2 separate regions of the Mus musculus genome follow, and region 1 is linked to region 2. The links are chromatin contacts, called in public Hi-C maps. All regions are on one chromosome and are shown on one strand. Each heading gives the region's core, a stretch centred on a gene start, on an enhancer-like site or on the middle of the called end of the contact. The rest is flanking DNA. Distances are from core to core; before and after follow the strand shown. Region 1 has its middle 4.8 kb from the start of Gm34301. Region 2 has its middle 110 kb from the start of Gm39494.

Evidence for each region. Hi-C and Micro-C count contacts between places; a contact is called where the count stands out from the background.
Region 1: a contact with region 2 is called in a Hi-C map of the N1E-115 cell line, with 8 times the contacts expected there. The contact joins two enhancer-like sites. A contact is called at or near these places in 1 of 484 Hi-C or Micro-C datasets (the N1E-115 cell line) and 3 of 115 datasets of contacts at active chromatin or transcription factors (embryonic forebrain, neural tube and pancreatic cancer cells).

The regions. Positions count from the first base shown.
Region 1 is chrX:12,005,136-12,008,779 of GRCm38.p6, forward strand. No RefSeq gene overlaps it. Among named protein-coding and RNA genes, the nearest start is that of Gm34301, 4.8 kb to the left of the region's middle. Within about 2 kb of position 1,651, at least 320 of the 459 cell types and tissues checked have an H3K27ac peak or open chromatin away from gene starts, as enhancers often do. A contact at or near this core is called in the N1E-115 cell line, where this site is marked.
Region 2 is chrX:11,096,147-11,099,562 of GRCm38.p6, forward strand. No RefSeq gene overlaps it. Among named protein-coding and RNA genes, the nearest start is that of Gm39494, 110 kb to the left of the region's middle. Within about 2 kb of position 1,940, at least 25 of the 459 cell types and tissues checked have an H3K27ac peak or open chromatin away from gene starts, as enhancers often do. A contact at or near this core is called in the N1E-115 cell line, where this site is marked.

The DNA of each region.
Region 1 (3,644 bases), core at 401-2,900, 910 kb after region 2:
TCCTCACGTGTGTGTTGGAGGCCAGGCCTCCCACCTAGACAGTGTGAGTGTGAGCATCAAAGCAGAGCAAACCCTCGATGACGAAAAGCAGTCTTGGGACCCACGGTGCCTTCCTTGCCCTGTCTTTTATGTACTTCCTTGGGAAACTGAACACCCTTAAAGAGGCGGCGAGATGGAGACCTTTGCAAGGTGTTAACTGATTGATGCAATGGCTTCTGCTCTGGTATGAGCCAATGGTTCCAGTCCCCCGCCCGGTGACCTTGAGAAAGTCAGGGATCTACCCCAAACGCTTGGGATTTTCCCACCCCTAGAGGCCAGCCCTTTATCTCAGCCTCTCAGGCTTTTTGGCCACCCAGCTTTGTCCGGCTAGGCTGGCTAGCCTGCTCTGGGAGGAGGTACGGGAGTGGGGTGGGAGGGATGAAAAAACACCAAAGGCTTCACCCACACCCTTGCACCCCCTTCCTCGCCCGGGGCCCCTCGGCCAGTGCTCTAGCCGCCCGGTGTTGCCAAACCCTCACTGGGCAGGGTTGCGGGGTGAGGCTTTGGGAACAGGGCTTGAGCTAGAGAAGATGAGGAAAACAAGTGAAACGGGAGGGGCGGGGTGGGGTGACGGCTCATAAATCAACTGGCTCCACCCCCAGCCCTCAGAGCTGAGGCGCCTCAGCCCCGCAGGGAAGAGGAGGGTCACTCGACCACTCCTGGACGACCTCTGAGCTTTCCCTGAGCCATCGCCCCACCCTAGGCTCAGGCCGCCGTAAGACCAGCTCCTGGCCCAGATCGTAAACCGCCCGCCGGATTCGGCGGGAAGCCGCCCTTGGACGCAGCGCTCATCCGCCCAAGGGGAAGTTTATTTATAGCTTGTAAAACGTAAAGGAAACCAGACTTCGCTAGCTTGCGGAGCCTGGGCGCCTTCGATCCCCACCTGCCCACCAAGAGGGCTCAGCAGGGGGTCTGGAAAGTGGGGTGGCTTCTAGTCCTCCCCCTACTCTGCACCCAAAGGAGAAGGGAACCTTCTTCTGTTGCTGCCCAGGCTTAAATTCCCTCTCAGCGTGCTTAAGCAGGGCGCTTGATGCCACAGAGAGAGGAGGCCAGGGCCTGGGCCCTGTGTGGTTAGTGTAAAGGAGACTGAGCTGGCCCACTTGGCACGCACGCCCGGGCAGGCCAGGCAGCGCTGTGCGGGATTCCACAGCTTCCGCTCCCGACAGGGGGAAGTCCCAGAGTGCCAGGAAGCCTTGGAGTGGGTGCTCCCGGAGCCTCTCCTTGGAAAGCAAGGATGCTGTCCCCGTTCCTGCTGCGCACGTGTCTTCAGCAGAGCAGGCGAGCGCTGTGCGCCTGGGGCTGCGATCCGCGGGTGACAGCGGTTGAGAGCGCGCCCTCTCCACTTCACACCCCCGCCGTCGCCTCCTCCCCAGGGGAAGCTCCTCGCTCCGGGGTGCGCTCGGGGCAGGAGCCAGAAAAAAACGAAAAGTGCCGAGAAGACGAGGACGAAAACCGATAAAGAGCTCAGCCGAGCTCTTCAAGATACCCGCGAGTCCCCATTACTCACAACCCACCCGGGCAGCCCTTCCCAGTCCCGATGGAGTGCACCCTGCCTTGGTCAGGGAGGTGTGTGTGTGTGTGTGTGTGTGTGTGTGTGTGTACGCGCGCGCGCCCAATCGCCGGGACGGCAGTTGCGAAACAGGCTCTTGGCTGCAGCGCGGCATAATGGAGGTGGCTGGAACAATGCGCGCTTTGTGCGCGCTGGTTGTTTTCTACCCGCCTCGCCCCCCTCGCTCGGGCCGTATGGCACTTTAATCCCTACCACGGCTAGGCACAAATGCACTTGTGTCCTGTGGGTCACCGGGGGCCGTGCGGCTGGAGCTGTCCCCACCCCTCCCCCGCCGAGCCCACGGCCCGCTTGCCCAGTCTTCCTTCCTGCACCCACCTCCCCCCACCCCACCCCCGCGCGCCACCACTTCAATTCCCGGCGTGGGCCGCTCAGCCGGCTTTGGAAGCTTCCGGGCCCGCCGGCCACTTTTATTTTCCAGGCAGACGGCCCTCCCCACCCCCCCGGCGAGCACGCGCGCGCGCGCACACACGTGGAGCGCAGGCCTCCCACTTGCGGCCCTCCCTCGGCTCGCCCCGCCCGCCCGCCCGCTCGCTCCCGCCCGGCGCTCCGGACTCCTGCGAACAATAGTAAATGTCAACAGATTCCGCGCGGCGAGTGTCTGACTCGGCCGAGATAAGGGTGCGCGGTTGGCCCTGAGCTCCGCGACACCGCGGGGGGAGGCCACCCTGACCCTAGCTGGAAAGAACCGGCTGTGATGAAGCCGGTGTCGAGGGATGGAGGGCAGGAGGGGAGAGCCCCAGCCTCAGCCCCGGGAGGAGAGGCGCTTAGACGCCAGGCCTTGCCCCACCCCCACCCCGCCTAACTCTGTGCTGCTGGGCAGCCTAGGGGCCCGGTGGAAAGCCACGTGCTAGATGTCAGCCCACGGCTCGGATCTCCAGAGGACGCAGGGAAAAGGCAGGTGTGGAGGTGAAGACTCGGACAGTTTTCCACCTCCGGGGAGCCGGCACCCGAAACATGGAAAGGATCTCAGTCCTTGTCTCCTGAAACTCACTAAAATGTTTTTTTTTTTTTAAGCTCACACAACACTTGCAGTCCTCCCCCTCAATCGTCCGCAACCCACCACCCGAGTTAAAAATTCGCAAATTGATTCCCACGCGTTAGTATTAATGGGTTGTTCCTCTTAAATTGTTGCCAACTTTGCTAATGGATTATTATTTAAATTTCTTTTTTATAAAGTACGTGTTGTTTTATAGATGCGTATTTACTTAAAGAAATCAACTGCATCTATTAACATATTAAAGAGAGAATAAAGCACGGGGCCGGTGTAATGTGCTGTTCAGCCTTACTTTGGGTGCTGCGAAGATAGGAAAATCTTATTTGTTTAATAATAAGTCACTCATGAATATGCAAATGACATCGTTGCAGTACCTCACTTCTGTCACTATTAATGAGTTGCAAATTAATGTGACAACAAAAGGAAAATCTATTTAGTGGAGGAACTCAGGTTCCTACCTGGGGAGATCACCAGCAGGCCTGGAACTTCCATAGTGTAGATGGAAAGGACCGGGGATGGACACCTCACCCAGCCTTTTCCTGAAGCTACCACTATTGTTTAGACCCACGGACCTGCTTTGTCAATAGCCCCTTAAAATTCCAGCTCCAGGCCAGGGGAAGAATGGTTGCTCCAGGGTAATTAGGGCCAAGTGTGATTAATGGAAATCAGCCCACAGTTTGGAGTAAAGCAATTGGTGAAGCAGATTGGGAAGTGAGGGAGGGGTCCTCTCTCCACCCAGTTTCAAGATTCCCCGAAGCCTTTATTGGCCTCTGTTGTTTGGGATAGGGACAAATTGGGCCTGGGGTGCTCCGATCCCAGGTGGATCACAGGTACTGAGAGAGCAGCCCATGCTCTTGCGCTTGCCTCTTGGGCTTGGTTTTTTACAAGGCGGCTTTGCTGACAGATTTAAGAGCAGATCAGCTTCTTCCTGCCAACCTACTATCCAGTGGCTACAGACTGAAGTCTGCCTGTCTTCCACCGACCTTCCACTCTCCTGGCCTCCACATCAGAGACAGTTACTGACTTCATCAGTATGCTGAA
Region 2 (3,416 bases), core at 690-3,189:
CAAATGGGAAGAAAATGCCATGTCGGTGAAAATTCAGTGCTCCAGAAGGTGACTCCATTCACACCAAAAAAGGATGATGGAGTTTCCTCTGTGTGTCATACATACCCTAGTCTAGGGACTAGAAACACAGTGATGTTTTACAGATATGATGGGGTCCAGTATAGGCTGTTATGAGAACAGAATGAAAGAAGTACTTTCTGGAGGGCTGGGATGCTTCTCTGAGTTCTAAATTTCCAGGAGATTGAACCAAAGATGAAAAAGAAAAACATGGGAATATTGAAAAATAGTGCAGTAGATTTGAGGGCATGAGAGCCAACATCAGATAAAGGATGACCAAAGTCTTCTAGTTGAAGAGCAAAACCACACCCCCCCCAATTTGTTGCACACCAATCAATACTTAGGTCATAAAATGCAATGAAAATGAATGTAAAAGTCTAGAAGTATATTCAAAACACAAGCCAATTTTTAACGACTACATTTAGAAGGTAGAAATTATTTGGTCAAACTGTCCCCAAAATGGTTATTATTTGAAGTTCATGTGATCATCTCTTTGCAAGCCACTAGCGGTTGGTTGGTTCACTCATTGGTCCCAGCCAATGAGCGAATGACGCTTTCTGAGGAATCTAAGCCAGAGCATTCAGGAAAGGAGACAGGGTCGGTCGTGTCAAATACTGCCAAAGTGTTAAGTCAATGAGGTCTGGTGAGTGCCTTTTGAATGGAGTAACAAATAGATATTTGCAAAAGGAGGTTTCAAAGTGGTGGATGATACAGAAGCCCTGGCAAGTTCTAAGTCTGCTTAGGAAGTCTGAGCATTTACAAGGACTAATAACTATAGAAGCATAAAACACTGCTCTCTCGTGCTAAATATCCTTGTTTGTGTCAAACAGCAAAACCTGTGTTATAAACTAGGAGCACACAATAGTGGAACAAAGTATATATAATTTAATAGACAACGTGTCAGGCTGTCCAGAGACGTGGTGCTAGGTCATCATAAACTCTGTGACCTTGCACATCCATCCCCTATGACCTTCTCTGACAAAGTAAGAAGCCATGCACTACCTCTTTTCTATGTTTGTGTGCAACTTTGACATCCTGCGACCTTAGTTTTTTAACTATGCTAAGTATTGCTGCTCCTGAATGTGAAGCAAGTCATTTGGTTTGGGTACTAGGTTTCGAGATTTGCTATGAGGTAGAGGTCAGAATGAGGTTCCCTGACTGTCCCATGCTTTAATGAGTGGGGTTAGGCAGCACATTTATGGTTGTGATACAAGCTGGCAAGGAGAACCATCTGCAGAGGAGTGACTCTTCCTTTCCTGCCCAGATCTCTCAAAGTCTCAGGAATGCAAGCTGGAGTTCATACTTTTGCCCTTGTCCTTCTCTATAGCTAAGAAGTTTACCTGTCCACTTGTCTTTGTAGTCCCCTGTGTCAAAGCACCTAAGCTCACTCAATCATGCAATGTGCCTGCTAGCCTTGCTCCTAGCTTTCTGAACTTAACTATGAGTCTTCCTTTTCTTTTCGGCAGAGCTATCAGAGCTATTGTGTGACCACACATACACACTCACGCCCCTCACATGCGCACACCCAAGCCTTGCTTTATTTAAACAGAACAGAAGAAAGCCACTCAGTGGGCCGAGGTAAACAATGGATTGCCACACACATGCTGTCTGCCAAGTAGCTCCTTGATAATAGGTAGGGCTGAAAGCAAGAGGTGTGTGTGTGTGTGTGTGTGTGTGTGTGTGTGTGTGTGTATCCTTGAAGCTTCCCATCACCTATGCTTATTAAGGAAACTGGAACAAGCCATTGGGTGGCTGTGACAAGAGCTGGCTGAAGAAGTGCCCAGCTGTTGCTCTTTCCTCTCTCCAGTGTTCAGTCCCCATCATGGGGACTCATTATGGCTGTGATCGTTGTTGATGACATTAATGCACTGTGCTGCTTCTCTGTTGCACGTGCCATCTGCTCCCATCAGCCCTGTGGGGTAAGTGGTAGGTAATTGTTTCCCATCGGTAGTCCATTTTCTCAGATAAAGAATTCAAGATTCAAAAATAAACATCCACTCTGAGTCGTTTCGACAAGGTTAGTGTGGATCTGGGGGCAGCCACCCCATCTACTGCTAGTAGTAGGTGAGGCTATCCACCCCAACCCCCAACCCCAGTAATTCCAGTCAAAGGGCAATTTGATTCATTAACAGTGACTCTGGGGGAGGAGGAGGTTCAGGGAGAGAGCAGAGACAAAAAAAAAATCCTGATAGTTCTTATAAACCAGCAGGGTCAATGGAAAAGAGAAGAGGAGAGAAGGAAAGAGAAATTGGTGATTCATCAGCTAGGCTAGTGAGTGGTGGAAATGAGAGATAAGAGCTGGCTCCCCCAGCTCAGCTTTCTCGTTAGCCAGGGCCATGCTGACTCACCAAGGACTGTGAGATCCAGACCATAATTGAATTGAAAATCACGTCTATGGGTAAGTGTGGCAAGGCTCTGAAGATAGGCAAGCAGAGAGGGCAGGGTAAAAGCCCCTCCCACAGAAATTCTAATGGGGCTGAAATGTCATGCCTCAGTTACATCTGCGCATCTCCCCAGACTCCCTGGATGACCAATCGGGCACTTTTTTTTTCCTTAAAGGAAATTGCATCCTGTGGTTCGCTTTTAACCTGTTTTCCTTAAGCACTTGCCATGGTGTCCTCCATTTGACCTTCACCTCCCCTCAGAGCTCATCTCCACGCTCATCAGTTATTTCTTAAATAAATATTTATTGAGGTCCTGCTGGATGCCCGGCGCCAGGCTCCTTGGGAGGTTGCTATGGGTCTCTGGCGCTGGCCAAGCCCCTGTCTGATATTTGCTGCTGCTATAGCAGGCAAAGTTGTAGCATCTCTCCGCTCTACTTCCGCATCTCCACGGTGGGTTTACTTCCCCGGTTTCCTAAGATGATACGGAGAAAGCTAAAATGAAAGGAAGTGTGTGAGCTCAGGCCAGAGGACAATGGGTTTGAAGTGCTGGGACCACATTGATAAGCTTCTCCAGCCTTTTTCTATCTCTGAGGCTGACTCCATGGCTGACTCCATGGCTACCCGCACCATCCAGAATCTACTACTCACCTGCTGCCTTAAGCCTGGATTTCCCAAGTCTACACATTCTCAGTCCACCTCATTGCTCCCACTCTCTAGAAGGCCAGTCCCTCTTCAGGCAGGGCAGAGCAGGCCTCTTTTCCTCAGACCCTCTCTGGTTGCTGCCCTTCGGCCAATGCAGCATGATTTCCGTTATGAGAAGGAGATTCCCTCACACAGCAACTTGCTTCAGTCGCAGCCAGGCCCACTAATTGATTCATGTTATTTTATTTTCTGTACTGGTGGTTAGGGCCTCCAGCAATTTTATGCAAATTTATGAACCTTATGCAAATGAGGGCATCCCTAGACTAATTGCAC